2 separate regions of the Bos taurus genome follow, and region 1 is linked to region 2. Evidence: chromatin contacts called from public Hi-C data. All regions are on one chromosome and are shown on one strand. The core of a region is the stretch at or near the end of the contact, and the rest is flanking DNA. Distances in the headings are between cores, read along the strand shown.

Region 1 (5,431 bases), core at 174-2,673, 46 kb before region 2:
CTTACTCTATTTTTCTTTTTTCTTTTTTTCTTCATTCTTCTATTTTATTTTATTATTTTTCTAGTCCTCCCTTCCTAGCTTTTTTGTCAGTCTGTTCTGAAGGAGATCAGCCCTGGGATTTCTTTGGAAGGAATGATGCTGAAGCTGAAACTCCAGTACTTTGGCCACCTCATGCAAAGAGTTGACTCATTGGAAAAGACTCTGATGCTGGGAGGGATTGGGGGCAAGAGGAGAAGGGGACGACAGAGATGGCTGGATGGCATCGCTGACTCGATGGACCTGAGTCTCAGTGAACTCCGGGAGTTGGTGATGGACAGGGAGGCCTGGCGTGCTGTGATTCATGGGGTCACAAAGAGTCGGACACGACTGATCGACTGATCTGATCTGATCTGATTGAAAATAATTTAGTGAGTGATGGAGTAAAAATTGTTTTACACTTTAGTTTCTGGATTCCCAATATATCAGTATATGCTTCTACATTATTTTAAAGAATTCACCAAAAGTATGTTTGGACAAATATGAATGCTGGTTGTGATATTTAGTATTATGGTCAGTGAAATTCTTTTGCAGTTTCTAAGTGTCATTTGGAAGCCAATATAAGGAGCTATTGAATTTATAAAGACATTTCTAATTAATTTTAAATCATCAGTTGCTAGTAGTTTTCACTAGCACAAATTTTGAAATTACAAGTTACTCTGTAACAAATAGGCAAATCTCTTGGTTGTAGCTCATTTGTACAAAAATAATGTCATATTAAAGAGAACCAAAGTTATAAAACTAATAGATAAAACTTTCTTTTGTGTTTTTAGGATCCGTTGAATTGTTACTTTGTGTTTCACAACTGGGAATTTGTGAATGGATTCTTCCCTCATCGACTAGTTCTAATTGCTTTATAAAAAATCTAAAACTGATTTTTTAGCAGGTCAGTTTTCATATTTGGCCCAAAAGAAAAATATATTTACATGTGTGTTTCAAATTAAAAACAAACCTACCTGATCGCCTATTTTTTAAAGGCCTTGTGGGAAAATTTAATAGTTGTAAATCATTATTAGGACAGACTTGTGATGTCACCCTTCTCTTTTCGTTGTGTAAACCCTTAAAAGACCCTTTCGGGGGTTCCACTCTTGAGGGAAGTCAGAGAGCCTGGGACGGGAGCGGAGGGGCAGTTTCGGGCAGCTAAACTGGGCGGGAAGCCTGGGACCCCGGCTCGGACCTAGCTCGACCCCTACGCAGCGCAGCTCCGCCGCCCCGCCGCGACGTCACGCCCGGACGGTGACGCCCGCCACGGCGTCGTCTGCCCGTCTCTAAGATGGCTGCGGGCCCCGGGAAGGGGCGGGCCTGGGAGGGCGCGGCGGGTTGGCCGCCTCCCGACGCTCATTGGCCAACTCTGACCGGCTCTGGGCGGGCCCGCCGGCCGGCAGGGACGTCAGGGCGGCGGGCTCGCGGCGGCGGCGGCTCCCCTCGGCGGCGGCGGGCGGCGCGGGCGAGACTGGCCGTGCTGGCCACGGAATGAGGAAGCGGACCGAGCCCGTCGCCCTGGAGCATGAACGCCGTACCGCCTCGGGCTCGCCCTCCGCCGGCCCGGCCGCCGCGGCGCTGGACGCCGACTGCCGCCTGAAGCAGAACCTGTGCCTAGCGGGCCCTGGGCCGGCCGAGCCGCGCTGCGCCGCGGACGCGGGCATGAAGCGGGCGCTGGGCAGGTGAGGGGCGGTGGGGGCGGCTGGGGCCCGCGCCCCTTCGGAGCTGACCGCCCCGCGCCCCGCCGGCCTCTTTGAGCCGGCCCATCCTTGAGTGCCTCCCCGAGCGGGCCTGCGGGCCACCCCCCGGCGCCTGGCTGGAGAGCGCCTCCCTACGAGGATGGGGGAGCCCCTGGATGCCCGGTGGTGGAGGGCGGGGGGGCCGGGGAGCGCGCGCGCGGCGTGTACCCAGCATCCCTCCCGCGGGGTGGGCAGCTCACCGGCGCCCGCGGGGCCCCTGGGGACGGTGGAGGGTCCGCAGTGTGCAGTCGCGGGGGTGCGCCGCCTTCTCGGGGAGGTTGAGGGCTCGGCGGGGTCGTGGGGCGCTGTGCCCTCGACCCGGCGATCGCGAGCCATTGGCCTCTGATGTGTGGAACGCGTCCACCCGAGTCGACCCCTTGGGAAGCGCTGTCCGGTCTGGAACATGTCTTCGGCTTCCCTTTGGGGAGATGAACTCGTTGACGTTGAATTCATCTCGCAGTTGAGAGAGGAGTGTTTTTCACGCCGGCTGGACCCTCCTCTAGGCTGGTGTCTATTATCTGGCTGTTGGTGAAACTTATCACTCATGACAGTTTTGAAGTCTTGATGTTTCTTGGTGACTGAAAAAGTTAGTATGTAATGTTCTCAGATGTTGTAGCAAGAGTCACTGCTTTTGGGATCCCCTGGAATGCCCTTAATTGACACAGGCCTCTGGAGTAAAATATTTATCCAAAGAGCCCCTAAAAAATGTTAACTTAGATCGCAAAAGTTAAACTATATACACATCTCACCTCAGTCAGTGGTTCCCCTTCCTGCTGGAAGTCCAAGGATCGACAGAATTTTTGTTTTTGTGTAAAATTATCTAGCAACTGACCAGCATCTCTTGTGAAGATAATCTGTTTTGTGGAAAGGTTTATCTGCATTAAAAACGCACAGTTGGCTTTAATGCACTTTTATTAACAGATTTGACATAACACTTAGGTTGTAAGCTCTTCCTTTGAAGAAGACAAATTGTGATGCACAGTAATGTTTGGGGAAGCAATCGCCCTTGAAAGATCTACTGTATTAAAAGAGTCTGATTATTTTTATTTTTGAGTTGAGGACAAAGAGAGACATTCTAGTGGTGCCACTTCCTTTGAATAAACAAAAGGCTGTTACGGGAATAAAAAGAAAAGCAGAGGGCAGGAAGGGCAAATTTGTGAGTTACCCCATGGTTCCTTCCCTGTTGCCTGAAATGTTCTCCTGGATTTTCTCCTCCTGAGTTTTCTCCTTCAGCCTGGTCTCTGCTCAGCTGTCACCTCTTCAGAGAGGCTTTCTCAAACTAGCACATCCAAAATAGCCATTGGCCCCCACTGGCCCCTTTCTGCTTACTTGTTTCTTCATCCCCCTTAATTGCCTGCTCACTTGACTGGCTTTGGGCATAGTCTCCCACAGGAGAAGGGAAGCCCTGTGAGAGCAGGGACATTGTTCTTGGGGCCTCTGTCTTCAGAGGCACATCTTAGGTGGGAGAAAATATTTTGTTGAATGAATATCCAGAATAGATTCCTAGAAGTGGAACTGCTAAGCCAAGGGGTGTATGCTGATGACTGAAAGTGCCCTCCCAAGAACTTGTACGACTGGTACACCCTCCACTAATGTCAGTCTCCTCACCCAAATATTGAATATTACCAGATATTTTGATCTTTTTCTACTTGGTTGCTGAAAATTGACATCTGATTTGTAACTTTAATTTGCCTTTCTTAGTGGTTAGGTGGCAGTTTTTGTATGTTTTTGTAAGCCTATTATACATCTTTGGAATTATTTCCGTCTTGAACCATCTTTGTTTGAGTCCCCTTGCACATTTCTTTTAACTTTCTGTTGTGCACATTTTCAATAGACAGAAGTAGAGGAGTCAGCATAATGAACCTCCATGAGCCCGTCCCTTCATTTCAGTGGTTTTCCATGTTTTGCCAGTCTTGAATCATCTGTTCCTCCTCTCCTCCATTTTTGATATGGTGGGGAGACTAGACTGTTCTAAAACAACTGATTTCGTCCATAAATATTTTCACAGCATATCTTGAACAAATAAGGATTTTGAAATATATACAACCCCATTACTATTATTGAATTGTATCAAAACTAGCAATTTATTATTTGTAATTAATTTAATATTATTTAGTATCCTATCTGGGCTTCCCAGGTGGTGCAGTGGTAAAGAATCTGCCTGCCAATGAAGCAAACAAAGAGATGTGGGTGGGGAGGATCCCCTGGAGTAGGAAATGGCAACCCGCTCCAGTATTCCTGCCTAGAAAATTCCATGGACAAAAGGAGCCTGGCAAGCTACAGTCCATGGGGTTGCAAAGAGTCAGACACGACTGAGCAACTGAGCATGAGTCTACATATACATTTCCTTGTCTTAGAAATGTTTTTTTAAGTCAGTTTTAAAATCCTGCACATTTCTTAAGTGTATTCCTAGTTAATCTCTTGTTATTTTCTTATATTATACATTATTAGTTGTAGTTATTAATTCTGTATCTAGCAACTTACATAATCTTAGTTTCAAGTAGTTTTTGCAGTTCCTGAATTTTCCAGGTATGCTATCATATTGGCTGCAAATATTAATAATCATTTTGTTTTCTACTTTTTATGTCTTTTGTTTCTCTTTTTTGATTACAGTGTATTTCCAGAACAAGGTTGAATAATAGGGGTGATACTGAGTATCCTTATCTTATTCCTGACTTTAAGGAGAATTCTTTTAGTGTTTACGCCACGTTAGTTATTTTACTACGGGGTGTGTTGCTGCTGTTTTGTCTTTTTTTTTCAAGATCAAAAATGGTTGTTGAATTATATTAAATGCTGTTTTAGCATCTGTGAAATGATCATATGAATTTTGTCTCTTGACCCGTTAATATACTGAGTTGTAGTAATAGATTTCATATTATTGAGTCATCATTTTATATTATTGAATCATCAATAATAACTCTTATTGTGTAGACAGATTCTATTTATTAATATTTTACTAGGGAGTTTTGTACCGTTATTTGTATGACTAGTTTGTAATTTTCTTTTTTTAATGCCATCTTTACCAAGTGGTTTTAGTGTTTTTTATAGCTTTATTAAAAGTTATCTCTTTCTCTTCATTAGCCAGTTTAAATATTGTACTTTTGAAATGATTTCTTTCTTTAAATTTTGGTAGAATTCACCTGTAAAACTTCCTGAGCATGGTGCTTTTTTAGAATACAGCATTTTTATAACTGTCATAGTTTCTTAGATTTGCAGTCTCGTTCTGGGCTCAGTTTTGGTGATTTATATGTCTATAGAAAATCATCTGTTACATCTGGCTTTTCCTCTAGACTTGGGGCTCTTCCCCAGTCTTGTTTGCTATTTTAGGTATTTACATGCCCTCCCCTCTTTTTTCTTGCTCTAACACATGTGTGCACACACAGAAAAATTTTGGATTTTCTCCTGAATAAAAAAATATTTTGTGTGTATTTTTCTTGGAGCCCAGGATGGTGCTGAGGCTGTGGAGAAGTGGAGAGAACGTTCTCTCTCTGAAGAGGGCAGCAAGAGCTGCTTTCTTTCCTTTGACTGCCCAGCAGGAATGTGGCTCCAGGGCATCCAGATCTTCCAGTCTTTCCTAAAGAGTAGCTGGGTGTGTGTCCGTGACCCCTTAACTTTTTAGACTAATTTAGATAAAGACAACCACCTCAGAGGTAAAACCAGGTGTTTTTTTTTTT
Region 2 (5,513 bases), core at 593-3,092:
AGAACCCCTGGCAACCCCTGGACAGCCATCAGCCTGCAAGCACCTCAGAGGGCACAGGTGCTGCTCAGGCTGGCCTCCGCCTTCCTGAGTGTCCCACAGTGGCAGGATGGGGCAGTGAGGTGATGGCCTTCACTGAGTTCCCTCGAGCGAGGCGGGTGGGTTAGTCAGAGCCGCATTGTTCAGTTTTTGCTTTTCACTTCCAGGTGCTGAGTTCCCTCGGCTACCACGTGGTCACCTTTGACTACAGAGGTGAGGGTTCCTTGCTCACCCCGCCTGTTTGAGGTTGGTGTGGGGTGGCCATGTGTGACTCTGAAATGCTGGTGGCTCTGCCGTGACCTGTGGTCCTTGTGAGATTGTCAGTGTGTGGAGGTAGTGGAGGGTCCAGGTTCTTGGCTGTGAGTCCTTCGTGCATCCTCCCCTAGATAGTAGGCATGGGCGCCTGGAACCCCGGCACACACCCTCTGCCGGCCGCTTTCACGTGTCAAAGGTGCTGTCTCCTCTTTGTGGGACTCAGACTTTCCCCACAGCTGGGTATTGGGCCTGTTTCGTGCTCAGCAGAGCTTGTCTTGTTGAAGTTACGGAGACAGGAAAGAGGGACTCCTCTTCTCGTCCCTCTGTGTTTCTCCTTGCCTCCCGCAGTTTGCTGCGTGAGGAAGATGCTTTGTGTCAGCGGGGAGCAGAGTGGCGGCGATGTGTGCCTCAGACAGCCCTCGCCTGGACAGGACGTAGGGCTGAGGCCTCTTGTCCAGCTCACCCTGGCTGGGGGGAGGCGGGGCTTCACACCCACAGAACCAGCAGCTGTTGGCATCGCCTGGGTGTGCACGTTGGGAGAGTCTCCTCTTGATGCTGCCATGGCTGCCACAAATGTAATGTCTCAGAACAGCACGGATGAGCTATCTTGAAGCACTGGCCACAAATGTAATGTCTCAGAACAGCACGGATGAACTGTCTTGAAGCACTGGCCACAAATGTAATGTCTCAGAACAGCACGGATGAACTATCTTGAAGCACTGGTGGTCAAGGTTCCAAGTCTTTAGTCACTGGGATGAGTCAAGGTGTGGACACGATGGAGGCTCCAGGAGAGTCAGGTTCCTAGCCTCTTGCAGCTTCTCCAGGCCACGCTGGTTCCTTGCCTGTGGCCCCTCGCGTCTGCATTACTCTGGCCCTGACTCTGTCCCTTCTGCTCATAAAGACCCGGGATTGCCTGAGGCTCATGCTGACCAGGACACTGTCCTGTCTCGGGGTCCCCTGCTTGGCAGCCTCTTTCCTTCTGCACCCTTCACTGCCCTTGCCGTGTGAGGTTCCAGAGGTACGGGTTTCCAGGTGTGGACGTGCACGTCTTTGAGTGCCATTATTCCACCAGCCTAGGGTGCAGGTTGGTTCTTTTGTGAAAGAGTGTTCTGTTAGGAGGAAGGTGCTGGGTTGAAGAAACTCCGAAAGGAGGCTCATCTTTCCCTCCTGCCCCTGCAGCTGGAACCTCAGGGCAGTGAGGGGGCAGCCCTCTCCCTTATTCACCTTCCTGTGCTTCTAACAGAAATAAGATCCCATCTAACACTTCCTCTTTTCACTTCCTGTTGAGTCTCTTCCTTTCTAAGCTGTACAAGAGACCAAAGTTCTGCCTGTGGCTCCTTGTCCCCGTCTCGTTCTCTCATTTGTCTCCCCGTCTCCGTCTCTCTTGTGTTTCTCCCTGTCTCTGTCCCTGCCCTCGCTGGTGCCCTGAGCCCGCCCTCTGGCCTTGTTCCTGGCCCTGGCTTCTTCCGCTAATCTGGGTCTGGGACGCCCCGGGGAGGTGGCCTGTGGTGCCCCTGCCTCTAGGTTTTGCTTGTGTTGCAGGACTTGCTCTCTATGAGCCTTGTGGTATTTTCAGATCATTTGATGATGACTCACTGCTGAGCTGCTGGAAAGGACAGTCACATTTGACTTTTCCAGAATCTGGAGGGAAGGACCTGTGGGAGGTCAGAGTTTAGTTGGCTTTCCTCTGTAATGCAAACAGGATGCTAGGAGCCCCTTCCTTTGTGGGTCAGCGTTGCCTTGAGCCTGGAATCTGCTCATCCTGAAGCCTCTTCACAGCTGGGCCACAGAGCCGGGGCTGGGCTCAAGGCTGGGGCGGGCTGGACTATCAATAGCTGAGCCTGGCCAAGCCCCAGGTGCCAGTGCCAGGGGTCTGCTGGTCCGACCACCCTGTCTGCTTCTGCTCTTTGAGACTCAGGTGAGGGTGGTGGTTGGGTTCAGAGATTGCGACAGCTGAGGAGTTGGGAGAATACAAGCTGGCCTGGCCAAGACTTGAGGCCCCAGATGGCCTGGGCCTTCTGCTGAGACGGGGGCGGAGCGGGGCTTGCCCCTTGCAGTCCCGTGATGTCCTCTTTGATGCTGCTTTCCCAGGTTGGGGTGACTCAGTAGGAACGCCGTCGGAGCGGGGCATGACGTATGATGCACTCCATGTTTTTGACTGGATCAAAGTGCGAAGTGGAGACAACCCTGTGTATATTTGGGGCCATTCTCTTGGCACCGGGTGAGAGTTCCCAGCATGGCGTTTGTGGGAGCAGGTCTTCACGGGTGACTCTGCAGCCCAGGCTGCCTGAGGGGCCCCCAGCGTCCTAGAGCCTCCATTACTGCCCTGGTGGGGGCCGGGGATGGAGCCCCACAGTGCAGGGCACTTGGGCTCCCCAGGCCTCGCTGAGCGTGGCTGTGCTATGCAGCGCATCCAGGAGCACAGGCCTTTTGCCTCACACGTGGTGTCATTACTTAAAAACTTGGGGAGGCAGCAGTTGGGGTTCCCTTGTTCCATCTGCTGAAAGAGGAAGCGCTCTGATGTTCCATGTGGCCGGTGTAAAGGCGCCCCAGATCTTCAGCACCTCCATTTTCCTGCTGCTTTTCCTTTGGACACATTGTCTGCAGGCTGGGCAGTGTCTGGGACTGGCCCTCCTGGGTGAGAGTGAGCCCTGGCCAGAGGGGAGCAGGCCTTCCCACCCTGGGTGTCTGCCTGGACCTGCCCAGCTTGGTCCTAGCAAGGCAGGAGGCCTAGGCCGGGCAGAGTCCAGGTGCTGCCCCCTTCAGGGGCCCCTCCCATCTGTGTCTGTAGGACCGGGTGTGAGCTGGGGCGTTGCTCTGCAGCCCACAAGGGCCCTTCCAGGTGAGGCGCAGCATGTGCCTTGGGATCGTGGAGGTCCCATCACAGAGTCCCTGTTGGAGGGGCTGGCTGCTGGGCCCCTGTGCAACCCCACCCAAAACCCCACCCGTCACCGCGATAGTCCTAGCTTCCCCAGGAACAGTCTCGTCTGCAAGTTTTTGTCATGATCCAACTGAACTTTTCCCTCTTTCCAGAGTGGCCACAAACCTGGTGCGGCGCCTCTGTGAGCGAGGTAGGCATTTGCGTGGGGTCCTACGCCACAGGTATGGCCCGGCTCCCATGCAGGAGGGCTCTTCAGGCACCGGCTGTGCTCCAGGCCCTGCCAGTTTCTTGTGAAGTGGGTGGTGGTGGATGAGCGGGGTGGTGAGACAAGAGCTGGGCGTTGAAATGGGGGCCTGAGCAAACCCCCGAGGGCCCAACCCTGTTCCCCAGATTCTCTGGCAACTGGCGGTGCCTTGACAGGGGCTGGGCTCCAAACAGGCAGCCTCGGCAGACATGGTTCTCAGGGTCCCCTTGAGACTACTTCCCTCACATGACCCCAGGGGAGGACCTGAGGGGCAGGGCCAGCCAGGTGGGCACCTGGGGTCCATGGTCCTGTCAAGGGGGTGGTGGCGTGAGGAGTGTCCCACTGGGGCTTATTGCTCACCTCCCAGCTCCCTGTTGGTCTTATTTATCTAGAGACTCCTCCAGATGCCCTCATCTTGGAATCTCCATTCACTAATATCCGTGAAGAAGCCAAGAGCCATCCGTTCTCAGTGGCAAGTACAGAGCTTATTAAAGACAGACTTATGTATATAATGGAAATAATAGCTATAACATATGAAAATGACTATGAGTAATATGCATATAAGTAAATTAAAATGTCATAAAAATTATTTAAGTATTCTAATAAATACAGATGTTATGAAAGTTAATTCTCATTTAATTCTGGGCACTGGCCTGACTGCAGAGCCACTCAGGATATTTATAGCTTCGTGCCAGGTAGAAGGGTATGGTTACAGTCAGGTTGTCTGAGGGCGGCTAGACCCATAGGAGGCCTTGCCTCATGGCACAGGTTGCCCATCTGGCATTGCTGCCCCTGGGGCCCGGTGCGGGCTGGGAGTGGAGCTGGTGGGCACCCCAGGGAACCCTTGGTGGGAACCCCGTGCTGTTGGGTCCTCACTGGCTGGCCTCAAGGCCTGAGACCCTCCGTTTACAGGCTGGGCCCAGAGGGGGCCCCTCTGTGTCCTGTTGCTTCCTCCTCCTCCTCCCACTGCTTCTGTGTGTCCAGTGGTGCTGTGTCGGCCTGCCTGACCTCATGCTGCCTGGTACAGACAGAAGAATCCTTTGTTGGGTGTTCTTTGATATTGCTCTTCTCCCGAATCACATGGTCCTCTGTTTTCTTGGGGGTTGTGGCCTGTTCTGTGTGGGAAGCCTGGTCTCTGAGTCTTGGGTGTGGGAGTCCTGTTTGTGGGCAATCCCCCGCAGCCAGTCTGGGGCCTCTTGAAAAGGGAGTCTGAGGGTGGTGGGAGGGATAGCAGGACTGCTGCCCACCGCCCGCCCCACCCCGCCCACCAGCTCTGGGCCCACCAGTCAGCCTGATTGGAAGCAGGCCTGACCCTGGCCCCACAGGGGTATAGTTCTGCCCATCCCTCCCCAGCTCTGGGGCCACCAGTCAGCCTGATTGGAAGCAGGCCTGACCCTGGCCCCACAGGGGTATAGTTCTGCCCATCCCCCCAGCTCTGGGGCCACCAGTCAGCCTGATTGGAAGCAGAGGTGACCCCGGCCCCTATGGGGGTATATTACTACCCATCCCCCCCCGGCTCTGGGGCCACCTGATTGGAAGCAGGGGTGACCCCCCCATGGGGGTGTAGTGATTGATTCTCTCCTTGTTGTCTACATGTTAACCTCCAGATCTATCGATATTTCCCTGGGTTTGACTGGTTCTTCCTTGATCCCATCACAAGCAGTGGAATTCAGTTTGCAAATGATGAAAAGTGAGTACTGTGGGAGAGAATTTAGAAGAACCCGAAGAACCCTCAGAATAAGCGTCTTGAGTCATGTTAACCAAGGAGGGTGGGATTCTGGACATGTAAGGGTCTTTTCTAAGCAACACATCTCTATAAAGGTAGAGGAAGGGAAGAAGGAAGGTGGAAAGACTGTAGAGTTAAAGAAATAGGGAAACACCATATCTTTTGGTCCATAGAACTGTTTTACTTGAAAATTATTTGTCAAAACCAGAACTCTTGAACAGGTGTTAAAGCAGCAATAGTAACTGTTGTTCAAAAAATGACTTTGCCTTAGCCATTTGATTTGTGTTTGGTTATGGAAAGATGTTCTGAAGGTTAATACTAAAAATATATATATTAGGTGAACCAGAAGTTACATATTCTATTTAAGGACT

What was found. A called contact is a pair of places that touch in the nucleus more often than the background predicts.
Region 1: a contact with region 2 is called in a Hi-C map of an unstated tissue, with 2.1 times the contacts expected there. The contact joins the promoter of ABHD12 here to the enhancer-like site in region 2. A contact is called at or near these places in 2 of 11 Hi-C or Micro-C datasets (blastocyst and an unstated tissue).

The regions. Positions count from the first base shown.
Region 1 is chr13:42,862,784-42,868,214 of ARS-UCD2.0, reverse strand. It overlaps ABHD12 (abhydrolase domain containing 12, lysophospholipase), which reads left to right and starts at 1,423. Exons shown (of 13, transcript NM_001078116.1): 1 at 1,423-1,700. The coding sequence starts at 1,510.
Region 2 is chr13:42,816,815-42,822,327 of ARS-UCD2.0, reverse strand. It overlaps ABHD12 (abhydrolase domain containing 12, lysophospholipase), which reads left to right. Exons shown (of 13, transcript NM_001078116.1): 6 at 204-249; 7 at 2,383-2,512; 8 at 3,325-3,362; 9 at 3,809-3,888; 10 at 5,024-5,106. Among named protein-coding and RNA genes, the nearest start is that of TRNAC-ACA, 24 kb to the left of the region's middle. Within about 2 kb of position 1,842, at least 47 of the 102 cell types and tissues checked have an H3K27ac peak or open chromatin away from gene starts, as enhancers often do.